Regions from separate parts of the Mus musculus genome. Here regions 1, 2 and 4 are each linked to region 3. Evidence: chromatin contacts called from public HiChIP or PLAC-seq data. All regions are on one chromosome and are shown on one strand. Each heading gives the region's core, a stretch centred on a gene start, on an enhancer-like site or on the middle of the called end of the contact. The rest is flanking DNA. Distances are from core to core; before and after follow the strand shown.

What was found. HiChIP or PLAC-seq counts read pairs in DNA pulled down with a chosen protein or histone mark.
Region 1: a CTCF HiChIP or PLAC-seq map of the NIH/3T3 cell line shows a contact between it and region 3, with 5 read pairs. The contact joins the enhancer-like site here to the promoter of Smchd1 in region 3. A contact is called at or near these places in 1 of 39 promoter capture datasets (the SN4741 cell line), 2 of 15 datasets of contacts at CTCF or cohesin (both in the NIH/3T3 cell line), 3 of 115 datasets of contacts at active chromatin or transcription factors (the NIH/3T3 cell line, bone marrow-derived macrophages and extraembryonic endoderm stem cells) and 2 of 9 other capture datasets (embryonic stem cells and macrophages).
Region 2: an H3K4me3 HiChIP or PLAC-seq map of bone marrow-derived macrophages shows a contact between it and region 3, with 4 times the contacts expected there. The contact joins the promoter of Myom1 here to the promoter of Smchd1 in region 3. A contact is called at or near these places in 7 of 39 promoter capture datasets (the C10 cell line, the HPC-7 cell line, cranial neural crest and 3 more), 7 of 484 Hi-C or Micro-C datasets (B cells, the G1E-ER4 cell line, embryonic stem cells and 2 more), 17 of 115 datasets of contacts at active chromatin or transcription factors (the HPC-7 cell line, acute myeloid leukemia, astrocytes and 10 more) and 3 of 9 other capture datasets (adipose tissue, embryonic stem cells and macrophages).
Region 4: a contact with region 3 is called in an H3K4me3 HiChIP or PLAC-seq map of bone marrow-derived macrophages, with 3 times the contacts expected there. The contact joins the enhancer-like site here to the promoter of Smchd1 in region 3. A contact is called at or near these places in 3 of 484 Hi-C or Micro-C datasets (the G1E-ER4 cell line, the HL-1 cell line and Th1 cells) and 4 of 115 datasets of contacts at active chromatin or transcription factors (CD8 T cells, the HPC-7 cell line, bone marrow-derived macrophages and 1 more).

Annotation. Positions count from the first base shown.
Region 1 is chr17:71,057,745-71,060,848 of GRCm38.p6, reverse strand. The region is part of intron 10 of Myom1 (myomesin 1); the gene reads right to left. Among named protein-coding and RNA genes, the nearest start is that of Myom1, 40 kb to the right of the region's middle. Within about 2 kb of position 1,393, at least 39 of the 459 cell types and tissues checked have an H3K27ac peak or open chromatin away from gene starts, as enhancers often do. A contact at or near this core is called in the NIH/3T3 cell line and the SN4741 cell line, where this site is marked.
Region 2 is chr17:71,018,077-71,021,355 of GRCm38.p6, reverse strand. Myom1 (myomesin 1) reads right to left here and starts at 1,799. Exons shown (of 37, transcript NM_001083934.1): 1 at 1,705-1,799.
Region 3 is chr17:71,473,913-71,477,483 of GRCm38.p6, reverse strand. Smchd1 (SMC hinge domain containing 1) reads left to right here and starts at 2,141. Exons shown (of 48, transcript NM_028887.4): 1 at 2,141-2,505. The coding sequence starts at 2,320.
Region 4 is chr17:71,213,743-71,217,160 of GRCm38.p6, reverse strand. It overlaps Lpin2 (lipin 2), which reads right to left. Exons shown (of 20, transcript NM_001357791.1): 2 at 1,997-2,197. The coding sequence starts at 2,188. Among named protein-coding and RNA genes, the nearest start is that of Lpin2, 32 kb to the right of the region's middle. Within about 2 kb of position 2,095, at least 76 of the 459 cell types and tissues checked have an H3K27ac peak or open chromatin away from gene starts, as enhancers often do. A contact at or near this core is called in CD8 T cells, the G1E-ER4 cell line, the HPC-7 cell line and 2 more, where this site is marked.

The DNA.
Region 1 (3,104 bases), core at 144-2,643, 420 kb after region 3:
AGATGTCAGCTAGGTGATTCATGCCAGAGAGTCCATTCTTAAGACATTGTTTGGCAATGGTACTCACCCAGGAGAAAACACTCCTCCCAACTGAACAATCTTTCCCTACGAGCTACACCTCTGCAACGCTTGTGAGTTACAAAGGTGTTTGATATGATGGCAGAAACCTTTGCAGACCTCTGGGTTTAATGTTAATAGGTTGGCGTTACTTGTGAAGAGCTCAGGTTACCTGGGTTTTGGACATTCTGTTTCATGACCTATAAACCATCAGGGCGTGTTCTCTGGGAAAATGTCTCCTGCAGACACACTAAATGAGAAGGACACCAACAAACCATGGCCAGGGCTGAACGTAGAACGTTTCCTGCATGCCAAGCAACAGGAAACGAGTGCTTTCCTGGGCACTCCCGTCTCTTCCCAGGCTTTGCAAGCAGGGCAGAGACAGAAGGAAGAGCAGAGCAAGAATGCAGTGGTGATGCTGATGCTGATGCTGATGCTGATGCTGATGCTGATGCTGATGCTGATGCTGATAAAGCCCAAGTACCAGAAGAGGCACTCAGAGGAGGTCTCTCTCTAGGGGAACAGCTAGCAACAACACAGAAACGTCCTTGTCTTAAAGGCCTATGACTCCACATACTGATGGAGTAATTCCCGTGTTAACAGAGCAGAGTCTAGTTAGCTGAGCAGCCGGCGATTCTGGGTTGTAATAGAAAGCAGGGGACAGGAGGTGTCCAGAGAGCCACAGACCAGCATTTCTATAACAAAGGGTGCAAGATGCCATTCAGGGGGTGAGCTTGAAGATCTATTAAGTTACTTAGGCATTCATCCGCATATGGCCACCTCTGGACCACACCTTCCATGTGCTGACCCTGAGGAAACATGTCCCAGAAAAGCCTGCCTCAAGGATACTAGCCTCTTCTTCATCAGCTGATGCTTCAACTCCAACTGACAAGCGCTCATTGTTCCAGGAAAGCAAAGGTTTCATTTTTGTGGCTTTTAATTCACAATACCACAAGAATAATCACAGTTTAGCTGTGTCTGGGGAATGGCGGCCCCACTGTCTGGTGATGATATTACTTCGTAAACAATCATGTCTTCTGTTTCCTGTATTATCTTCCACTTTTACTAACCTTGGGCATGGGTGTTTGTCAGAGTTGCTTTCCTAAGTTCATTTAACGCTCTTCTGGGTGCCCGTCCTGGCTAGTTTTATGTCTGCTTGATACAAGCTGGAGTCATTTGGGAAGAAGGACTCTGAATTAAGAAAATGCCTCTGCAAGATTTGCCAATAGGCAAGTCTGTGGTGCATTTTCTTAGCCTTGGGGATTGATGGGAGGGCCCAGGCCAATGTGGGTGCTGTCATCCTTGGGCTGGTGGTTCTATAAGGAAGCAGGCTGAGCAAGCCACAAGGAACAGGCCAGTAGCCAGCATTCCTCTGTGGCCTCTGCATCAGCCCCCCACTCCCTTGGGCTCTGACTCAGCTTCCCTCAGGGATGGATTTGTATGCTGTAAGACGAACTAAACTATGCGTTGCTTTTGGTCACAGTGCTTCATCGTAGCAATGCAGTGGTAAACTTTTAACAATAGTTAAAAGTATTGTTCCTGTTCTCAAGATGGGCAACACAGTGTGGGGAGTCTAGCATGGTGGGAATGTATTCTGAGGGGCGCTCTCAGTGTCCAGCTCCAGCAGCTCCTGTCCAGCTCCGGGCCACAGAGCCCACTAGCCAGCATTTATCCTCTTCAAAGCTTCTAGCTTTCTCTCTCTCTCTCTCAACTTCCAAATAGCCTAACTTCCTATGGGTTGATTAATCTGGTCAAAGATTAGCCTGTTACTCATTATGGCCTCAGACATAGGCTAATAATAATAATAATAACTTTTTTCAAAATGTTATCTTATTGTTTATATTTATTATAGAGGTAGTTCATGATTATCAAAGAGATGATAATCAAGAAGGTTAAAATCTCCTTTAAATCTGTAACTCAGAAATAATGGCTACTGACATACTGGCCTAAACTAAAAGATGAAAAAATATTTTGAGATGGGTCTTGCTAGAATTTATGGCTCAGGCTGACCTTGAACTGGGGATCATCCTGCCTTGGCCTGCTGAGCGCTAGGATTGTAGCTGTGTGCCAGCACGTCTAGCAAAAATGATAATGATTATTACTAGTCCAGGCTGGCCACAAACTCATATTTGATCTACTTGCATTTTCTTGTGTCCACTCTTATGTGGGTTATGGATATATGCAACCACATAAGAAATAAATCCTAAATATGATGATTTTTTAAATAACTTGGGTCATGGTGTTCATGCAAACTTCTTTTTCTTGATACATTTCAGGAAGTACAGATATACATCATTCGTTTTCACTGCTGCATAGTAGTTCTTTATGTGAAGCATGAACTTCTTATATTTATTCATATATATTTATACCTTTTTATTAAAATATATGTACAGATAAAGACATTTTAATTTAGTACTCTCATTGGTAAGCAACTCTGGTTTTATGTCATATTTGTCTTCATCTTTGTCCATTTTGTCCTGGAACTGGAGAAGTAGGACTGTGTGCTTTAAATACATAGTTGTAAAACATCCTCAGAGACTTTGAACCAGTTCATAATCACAGCCTCGTATAGGAGGACCGGCTTCTGCGTCCCCCTGCCCTGGTAGAGTTGTTTTTATTATGTGTATTATATGTGTGTGTGTGTACATGTGTATATGCATAGGCATGTGTATGTGCACGCATGTATGTCGACCAGAGTTCAAGGAGTGATGTCTTCCTCAGTTGCCTTGCTCTTTGAGACAGTCTCTCACTAAACCAGGAGTTTGTAGAGTCAGCTAAACTGCTGGGGTCCACCTGTCTCTGAAGCTAGAGTTCCAGGGGTCCCCCTGCCTCTGCCCAGCCCTACACCCTCCAGTGCTGAGTTTATAGAGTGTGCTATTGCAGCTGGCTTTTACACGGGGGCTGGGGGCTTAATGTGTGTGTGGCAGGCACTGAGCTCTCTCCAGCCCCCACAAGGGAGTTGTAAATCATATTATCTTTTCAGTATGGCAGGTAAAAAGGGTCATTTGTCTGCAATTTATGCAAAAACTGAATGCTACAGTTGCTAA
Region 2 (3,279 bases), core at 550-3,049, 460 kb after region 3:
TTTCATATCTATCTATCAGGTAATTGATTTTGTGCGTCTAGGGGGTGCATGTGTGTCACAGCATGTACACGGAGCACAGAGGACAACTTCTCAGCACCCGTTCTCTCCTTCCGTGAGGGCTCAGGGGACAGAATTCAGGCCACCAGGCTTAGCAGGAAGTGCCTTTGCTTACGGAGGCCTTGCATTTACTTCATGTGTAAATCATGTGTTCACCGAAAGACTACCAGCCACATGGCAAACTGGAGCAAGTCATAATTTTATAGACACCTCTCCTAGGTTTTTTAAAAAAACCTCCCATGTATAATATTATTATTTTCAAAACTATATAACAAAATTGTTTTCAAGCAAAGGTTTTTCTTTTCCTAACCTTGTTTTGCTTAAAATTCCTAACTGAGGAGTAAATCCTTTTAAATTTTTGTCATATTTAAAACTAAGTTTTATTTAAGCTGCTTAAAAAGTCAGTGTGTTCTCTTTAGAGAAGAAAAGCCAACAAACTTCACTCCTGAAATATGTATCTGAAGTCTCATGGGAAATACCAGTCTACATGACATTTTCTAAGAGAGAGAAAAAAAAAATAGCTACCAGCAAGCAACTGTGCTTCCTTAAATCCTTAAATAGATTGCCTTTTCTGTTACTAAATATGCAGAACTATACTTAATGGATAACTTTTGGGTGGCGTTTATAGTATAAAAGGGTTAGAATACACTGTATTATGAAGTGTTAGGTAAGTCTCTGTAATGATGTCATCAAAGTGACTTACAAATAATAAAAGCTCCTTTGCTGTGTTATATTATAAACTAACATTGCTACCCAGATGGTTCAAAATGCTATCATTCTCACAAAACAGATGGTTTAAGTGTCTTGTCCCAACTCCATTTTCCATTCTTCATTATCTGTCCCAAGAATACTTACGTGATTAACATCTACTACTTAGTACATTGGTTAAGCCACCAGTGCTGAACCAAAGTATAGCAGTGACCAAAGTATAACCAGCCAGTGAGCCAGGCTTAGCCCAACACACAACTGCCAGGATTTGTTAGAAATAAAGACTTTTTTATTTTTTTGTCTTCTGTGCTTCTGAAAACTAACTTTTATTTCTAAAAATAATCTCGACGGTTAAGAAGAAATACTACCTCCAAAATTGTAACCGTGCTGTAATATTCTGATGCGGGCAGCAGAGGCCAAAAGCTGATGGAAATTAATTACAGAAGGCAATCGCTCCAGGGTCACGGTGCCAGGTCTGCCACCTCTGTGTTACCCAGTCATTTTCAAGTCAGAAATATCACAATGCTCCTGAGAGAGAGGTCGTCCACACTGCTCTCTCATGGCAGAGTTCATCCTCTCGCTTCTTCCCTCCCCCATCCCTCTCTTCCCTTGGAGCTATGTCACCGGATCATGAATTAGTGGCTCTGAAGAGAATTTGTATCCTTCTAGCTTAATTTGCACTCAAGGAGCTCTGTAAATACTTCACTGCTCCTTTCCCTGAGAAAATACTTGCATTGGATATGAGACAAATGTGAGCTTGCAGTTCCAGAAACAGAGGCATATTCTTGTTTTCAAAAGAATACGGCAAAAACAGCCACCAGCCCAGGCAGGTACCTTACTGCTCCCGTCTCCCCTTCCAGGAGCTCCTGTCACTCCCCTGCTGAGGCGAGAAGGCAGACTGAAACTCCTGAGTACATTTGCCACCTCCATGTCACTTACCGGTTTCTGGGGTGGGGGTTACGGCCCACTGCCCTGCCGCAGTCGAGGAGCAGGAGAGAATGAGGGCCCACCTAGGTTGAATCCAAGAAAAAGTTAAGAGGCAGGGCTAGAGGCTGGATTCTGGGGGCCAGTTCAAAAATAATGCATGTGGTCAGGCAGCAGAATGTCAGGGCCCCACAGCCAGCCTTTTATGGCCAGGAAGGCAGATAAATATAGCAGCACATGGGGAGGGGAGTCCCAAACCCAGAGAAGAGCATGGCAGGAAGCTGCAGGAGCAGTAGGATTAGGTTAATGGCTCAATGAGTACGGCCTGATTAAACCAAATGGAGGACCGACTTAAATAGAGGATTCTACGGACTGTGTCCGATATATCTTTACTGCTTTGTATTTAAACATACAGGGCTTGTGTTCAGAGCTAAAAACAGGTGTAGGAATCCGATCCTCAAAATGGACCTCATGGAATCTTAACGCCAAGACGCGGCTTTGTGTGCGCTGTTTGTGACACATGGAGCACAGCGTTGAAAGACAACATGGGAGAGAAAGCTGGGGCTAACTAAAGGTTAGTGCGGAGGCTTTGGGACACTCGCTGTCCCTCTCTGTTTAGGAAAAGTGAATCTTAGCATCAGGTGCAATTGTCCAATTCCTCATTCATTAGAAAAAGGAAAAGAAAAATTAGGAAAAGGAATTCGTTATCTTATCCTTCCACACTCAAGAGCAGGCTCAGCCTAACTACCTGATTCTTTGCTTCCAACCAATGGTGTAATGAAGAAGTGGCCCAGCCTGACACATGGGCTCCATCCCAAAATCCTCGTGAAAAGAACCTGCAGCAGTGGTGCACATCTGTAATTCCAGAACTCCATAGAAACGGTAATTCCATGAGTCCTACAGCAAGATGACAGACAGAGGCAGGAGGATCTCAGCTAAGCTGGTGGCTCTTTCTCTCTCTCCCTCTGTCCCTCCGTCCCTCCATCCCTCCCTCCGTCCTTTCCTCCCTCCCTCCCTCCCTCCCTCTTTTATAAACACACACAGTAAACACACTAACAATAAACAGAAAGTAATCCATTATAATCTATAAACTTCAGAAACTATTTGCTTCAAGAATTCTACTTAGACCCCCTTGCAATAGACAAAAAGACACCTTGGTGGTGGTATTCGGTCAGGGCCAGAGCAGATGGCAGTCCTTTGTTCATTCTAGCTTGATACCTGGCTTGGTGGCCAGAGCTGTTGTATGCCTAGGACTCAAAAAATCAAGTCAACTCAAATGCAGGCAGCACAGCGCAGGAGAAAGAAGACAGATAGACCCACCCTCCAGCACATGGCACAGGCAGGCAGACCAGAGACACACTGCGTACTGCCATGTTAGCACAAGATGGAGGATGTCACCCAGGGGCCTTCCAGCTGCATGACCAAACCTGCAGTTGGAGCCACCACAATGTGTGAGTGTGTGGTGGTCAGATGTGAGAGAAAGAGAAACAGAGCAGCTTGGGCATTGCAAAGAGATGGGACTGGAGACTGAACGTTCAGGAGGAGTAGCTTCATGTGAGTGGCTAGCCTCATCCCCTGAGACCTTGGTGA
Region 3 (3,571 bases), core at 892-3,391:
TGCCTCCCAAGTGCTGGGATTAAAGGCGTGCGCCACCACGCCCGGCTCACTGTTACATTTTTAATGTAAATATTTATACATACAGGATTTGAACCTTTGGAGACACTAGCTATGCTGTGATGTTAGGAAAAAGTATCCTAGTTCATCATGCTGAGTTGATATCACAATAGTTAAGACGGTCCAGGAATTGTACACACTGTATTAAATATGTAAGGTCTTATCTATGCGGGCTGGGTTATAGAAACTAATGTTCTCTAAATAATGAGAACAAATAAAAAAAATCCACATTAGGACCAGCTGTTAAGGATTTGATTCCCTGCACCTGCATCTGGAGGCTCACAACCATCTCCAACTTCAGAGAATGGAGTCCTCTGACCTTCAAAGTGCTTCTGTTTTTACTTATGAGATTTATAATTTGGTATTACAGAGAAATTGCCCTGTTGACCCTTTGGCTGTTAAGCCCCAATTTGCTGAACCACAAAGGCAATTCATCTTGCTTGTTAACTAAGACTTAGAGAAATGATTTGTCTTTCTCCAGTTGTTCAAATCAAACACGGCCCATAAAAGGGATAGAAGGAAATGGTTGTGTGAGTTTTAAAGATAAAATGTAAAATGCCAGCTAGGAGTAGTGACTCATACCTCTGAAGCCATCAAGGGTTCAGGTTGGGTCAAGGCAGGAGGATCAAAGTTTGATGTAGGCCTAGGAAGACTGACAAAAAGCAAATTACAATAAGATTTTACAGAAATCTCATGATAGTTGGAGGTTATTCTCGTGTCTCCTGTCTCTCAGGTGCCCTTTCAAGAACATGACCAGCTTTTGGTCACAACTTCACCTACCTCACCTACTGTTTCATTTTCTCTTCTTCCAGTCATACTATTTATGCCGCTCTACGCAAACCTTCACACTTTTGTATGTCTGGCCAACTGTCCTTGGTGCCAACAACCCGGTCTGTTTCCAAGGTGCATTGACTTTGAGTCTAGCTTTACCATTGATCATTAAGGCTCCTGCGAACCTAGTAAAACAGCACCCTTAAATCTGATCCAACTTCTAGACACATAAAAGAACTCAATTAATTAATGGGTTTCATTAATTTACACGTTTCTCTCAAGTACAAAGCATCCAGGTTTTAAGAATCAGAGAGCAAGCATCTGGCAAGGTTACCCGCCCCCCCCCATTCCTTGCTATCTGTAGAGTCAGAAGCGCATCCCCCAATAATTATGCTCAAGTTTTCTTTTTTATTTATTTATTATTGGATATTTTCTTTATATACATTTCAAATGCTATCCCGAAAGTTCCCTATGCCCTCCCTCCACCCTGCTCCCCTACCCACCCACTCCTGCTTCTTAGCCCTGACATTCCCCCGTACTGGAGCATATAAAGTTTTATGCTCAAGTTTTCGAGGAGGCTGTCTTACACATTGCACGCTTAGAAGCTGACTCAACCTCGGTGAGTAGGTTAGGTATTATCCCAAGACTCCCAGCCGCCTAAAGCCTCAGAGCCTGGCTAACCCGGGGGCGCGCATCGCGGCCTCGTGACGTCAGAGACCCGCTCTTCCTCGAGGCCGAGCTTTTGTCTCATTGTCCCACAGTAGAACCCACCCACGACGGCGAAGGAAGCGTGCAAGCAGAGCGGTGCCCGGTGTTTTAGCTAGTGTCCACCGCACCGGGACCCAGGTGGTGCAAGCTTCCAGCCGCCGCGTCCGCCCGACTTGGTAGCGCCCTGGAGACCGCATGGCTAGGGGGAAGGCGCCAGGGCCCTGCAGCGGGAGCCTGCATAGACCCTGGGGCGACACGCTTGCGAGTTGCGCCCCCCCCCACCTCCCCCCGCGAAGGCCCCTAAGGCGCTGGAAGCCAGCTTCCAGGCCGTCCCCAGTCCCCGCGGTCCGCAGGAGCCCGGGGGCGTGGCCTGGGCGCGAAGCCCCGCCCCACCTTGGCCAGCCCCGCCCCGCCCCACGGCCTGCTGGACTAGCCGGGTCTCCGTCCGCCGTCCTCTTCCTCCTGCGCAGCAGCCACGGCGGCGGCCCGCTCTCAGGTCACGGAAGGAGGCTTGGTGGGCGGCGGCGTACGTAGCTGGCGGGCTCTGAGGCGCGCTCAGCGCGTCCCTGTGTTCGCGGGTCGCGGAAGTGACGTACGGCACCCCGGCAGAAGCGCGTTTGAATCGGTTCCCGGGTTACTTCCCGGCCGCTGCCCACAGTCGGTGCTGCGCGGCCCGCTGAGGCTCGGAGCCGCGGCGGCTGGAGCCGAGGGCACGCGCGGGGTCGGTGTCTCCGGGAAGCGCGCCCGAGAGCCGCAGGGCCTTCTCTTTTTTTCTCCCTCAACATGGCAGCGGAGGGCGCCAGCGATCCCGCCGGCCTCTCGGAGGGATCTGGGAGAGATGGCGCCGTCGACGGCTGTAGGACGGTGTACTTGTTTGACCGGCGCGGGAAGGACTCGGAGCTAGGGGATCGCGCACTGCAGGTCTCGGAGCACGCGGACTACGCGGGGTTCCGCGCTTCTGTGTGTCAGGTACGTCCCGGGGCGCTGGAGGGATGCTCGCGAGGAGGTGAGGGTAGGTGGCCTGAAGCCTGGGTGGGTCACCGCCATAAACTTGTCAGATGGCCGGGATCTTGCGGCCTTGGCCTCTGCCGGGTGCCCACGTTGCGGATGATCCCTGGTTGGATGTCCCGGCCGGCCTGGCTTTGGCCAAGAAGGATGGGATCACGCCCCTCCGTGGGCCCGTGCTGGTCTAGCGTTCGGGACTTCCAAGTTAGTGGGCGCTTATAGGTTTAGTTACTGCTTTATGGTTGCAGAGTAGTTAGTGCATCCTCCTGTCGGAGAAGCACCTGTGTTTGTCCTAGTTTGTAACTTCAGAAGATGCAGAGTTGCATCCACTGGACAGTCAGTGTTGCGAGGGTTGCGCTGTTTGGTGGTGGTGGGGGGGTGAGATTCCAGGAGTCCGGGTACCTCAGGTTCAGGGAGGTGATGGAGGGAGTCTTTTACCGGCTTGTCTTGTCAGAAAGGTTTGCCTGGTCCGTCCCAGCAGGATTCTTCTACAGAGTAATACTAAGTTAGGTTAGTATTAGGAGCTGTCCTGGTTCTCTGAGCTCCAACTTCCTTGGGAGTTCCTGAACTAGCTCTAAGTGACCATGCGGACAACAAAGAACGAGTATACCTGCTTGGGGGGAAAAAAAAAAGAATGACTACGTAGCAAGACGTGCTTTATACTGTGAGATGCTTTATAGGTTGTTGTTGTTCTTACTGTTGCCTGAGCTTGAGTATGTTGGGGGAGGGGTATTGCGGGGTTTTGTTTTGAGGTCTTGCTGTGTAGCTCAGGCTAGCCTAGAAGTCTCTGTTGACCAGGTTGGCCTCGAACTTTATCCGCCTTTGCTGTCCAGTGTTGGTAGTCACAGACCCAAGTGCCACCGTTCTGGGCTCTGAACTTTTAAAAGAAGAATATGGCAATAAAACAGTGTTTTAAACAGTGTTTTCCTTCCAGAAAACCTAGTTTAGGACACTGATTCTCAGCTTTCCTAATGTTGTGATCCTTTAATACAGTTCCCTATGGTGTGGTGCCCCCCCACCCCAATTATTC
Region 4 (3,418 bases), core at 846-3,345, 260 kb after region 3:
GATTTCAGGTGCTGCCACACGTGAAAATGTAGTTAATTTAAAAATCAGTGAACAGCTTACCCTAATGCAGAAAGGCCTGCGACAAGAGGTCAATGTAAGTCACCAGTGCGCCTATGACAGATAAAGCTCAAGTTTTACTTTCATAAGAAAGCTGTGTTTTGGTAAATCAAATGGACAGATTTCTTCTCAAATAGATCTCCTAGATTCTGGGATATGAAGGAAGGGAACAGGAAAGAAGAAATTTTTTCTTTTCTTGGGCCCTGTGTATTATGATCCTAAAAGTACTTGGGGTAGGGGTGGGATGTCTGACAAGGTATTTAACAGTTAATGGTTAATAAAACCACCCGTGTAACCTGGTAAAGAAATTACATCTCTAATTACAAAGTGCACAGAGAATACACACATCTGCTCAGCTTCTCACTTACACAGAGGACAAATGCCTGCACACATCTGCTGCAGCTCCACTCAAAGGCCAAAAGCCTGAGTCAACCTATCAATTAGAAACCTGGTTCCAGAGAACGGTGGGGGGCGGGTATGGTATGGTGGGAGAAACTTCTGAGAAGACCCCCAAAAGAAATTTTACAAACAGATCCTTGAACATCTATGGAGAAACAGCTCTAATATGAAAGTACTAATAGTGTCACTACAAAAACCACAAAGGAAACAAACACAGAAAGCACTAACTATGGCTAGACAACCCTGCCCTAGAGTAGAAGCTGCCAGGCCAAGAAGTAACACTGTAGCTGCTTCTGCTTTCTAATGGGATCAAGCAAAGGCTAGTCTGAAAAATCCAGTGGGAAATGATTTTATAACACCCAAAGAGATGGTTTCTCTTTGAAAAATAAAGTCTAGTTTTGGAAACCCACTTTCTTTCAGTTTCAAAAACCCAAAGCCTAAGTAGAGGGAGATGTATATCCAAAAAAACACCAGCAAAAACCTCTTTAACTTGTGCATGTTGGTCCTTCGGCACCCACCCTTCCACTGTGCTACCCAGTGGCAAAGTGCTCCGAAATCTTAGTAAGAGTTGCTGACATTATTATCACCATGTGGAAGACAATGTGGAAGTGAAAAGTTGCCAAATACATGCTCTACAAAGTTTTATCATTAACTCTGTTTTAAAACCTACCATACACACAATTCAAAAACCTTCTTATTGCCCAATACTTGAGGGAAATGATAATTTAAAAACATCCAAACACTGCCCCCCATTAAATGCAAAAGAGGAAAAATACAAACATTCAATTGGGGTGTTTATTTCTTTTAAATAAATATAATCTACACTTGATTACATGAGCTTAGTCTACCTACTCATAATCAGTACAACAATATTATCATATATGTTTGTGTGTATGTATCAATCAATCAATCAACAGGCTCTCCTGTGTCTCAGGCTGGCCTCGTGCACCTCTGCTATGTGGCTGAGCTGAGAATGCTCCTGTCCTTCTGTCTCTACCTCCTCAGTGCCTGCACAGGCTTGGTGCATGGTATGCAAATGTTTTGCTGACTAAGCTGTATCTCCAGACTGCATTATTTTATTTTTAGAGAGCCTTTTTTTTTTTTTAAACTGAGGATTTAAAGCATGTACATGAGCCACAGGGTACACGGGTCAAGTCACTGGATGACTTCTGAGTGTGTTCTCTTGTTGCACCCTGTGGGTCTCAGGACTGATGGAGAGAGCCTTTACCACTGAATCATCTTGCTGGCCCTACACTATTTTAAAGTGCTATATTAAATAAAGCAAAATTTCTTTTTCAAAATAAGCCCAACTTCCTCATTTGTAATTATCTCCAGTTTTGTTCTGAGTCTCTTCATGATTTCAGTTTCTTTTTCATTTGGAGAAACTTTCTATAAGAGAGTCTTTTGAATTTAGAAGCCAATTCAAAAGCAGTACCTATAAAGTTGGTTTCTTACCATGGTCTTCAATAGCATGCAAGTTTAAAAAAAAAAAAAAGAGTAAGAGGAAGGGGCCGGTCACCATGGTGACCTGTGCACTCACCACTTTCTCCTTGGACCTCAGGACACCCAGCTTCCCGAAGCGTACGTGAAAAGGCGAGCACTGGTAGGAGCCATCCTGCTGCCTCACCACGACCACATCGATGCATCCAGACAACGTGGCTTGGTTAATGCCCTTGTAGAGTTCCTTCACAGTGACGAGCACCTGCCCAGCCAGCTGGCCCACATAATTCATGGTTTGAGACTGAGAAAAGAAAACGATGTCAGCACTAACTTTGACAACTAACAGCAACGACATAAAGAGTTTGATTAAACATACACTCTGCTCTGCTGTCCAGAGCCCATTGCTCTCCTGCTGCCCCAGCTACATCACACATATGTCTCAGACTGGCAGTGCCTCTAAGTGGGGTTGGAGGCTGTGGAAGTTCTGTTTCCTTCCACACCCCAGGGTGGGGCCAACTGTCTTCATCTCCCTCCACCAACCGCTCAGGACCTGCAGTACTATGTCCACTCTGACCACAGGAGGCAAGGACAGGAGGACTGTCACCTCCAGGGGAAGCTTGGGATTTATCTTTGCAGAGAGACAAGGGATACAACTGAGAACCGAGATCTTCTGGTTCAGATACATCAGGTACATGCTGCGTCAAGCGAGCTGTGGTAAGCTGCGCCAAGACTAACACACGTACCATGACTTCAGAACCTCAACATGGCATAATGGGACATAACGTTTGTGTCCCACAATGTTCAGAGCACAAAAGGGGTTTTGGTTTCTCAACTTCAACTCACTACTCAAATCAAGATCACCAGAGCTCTGCAATTCAAAAGAGAGAGGGTACATCTAAATCTGGCTTCACCCCTTACCCTGACTCATCCACTGAAAAACCCAACCCACACCAAAACAAACCCATTAGTCCTCAGGCTGTCAGCTCTCCCTCCAGCGGGTGAACACACCATCACTCAGCAGACACCTTTATGTTACGTTAAAGCCAAATCCACAGAGAGTCCATCCCCTGGATGTAGGATCAGAAAAACCTCCAGCTTTAGGCTAATGCAGAAGTCAATTTTTATTGGACTCTAGGAGTAATGAGTCCAAACTATTAACTGCGCAGAGTGGCCTCTCTAAACCAGCTCTGGTTGCCCTAAGCTCAAGATTCCATATTTGCAAAGTTCTAGAGAGACATTCTGTGTTGTCAGGTAAGTCCTAGGTGGAACAGGGACAAAGTGCTGATCCCCTAAAAAAAATGAAGTGGACCTGCCAGGTCCCATCAGCACATAACTCAGCCTACTGGCCAGAGACAGTCAGTGCCTAAGGCAAGACAGACTCCACTCAACAGTCTATACAGAGATGACTGTAACCACAGTCTAGCTGTTGAGTAGCCTGAAGCATATAATCCTGATTATTCCCCTGGGTATTCCAAGGTTTCCAACTGCACATTCCAAAGAGCTTGCTTTGTGCAATGTACAC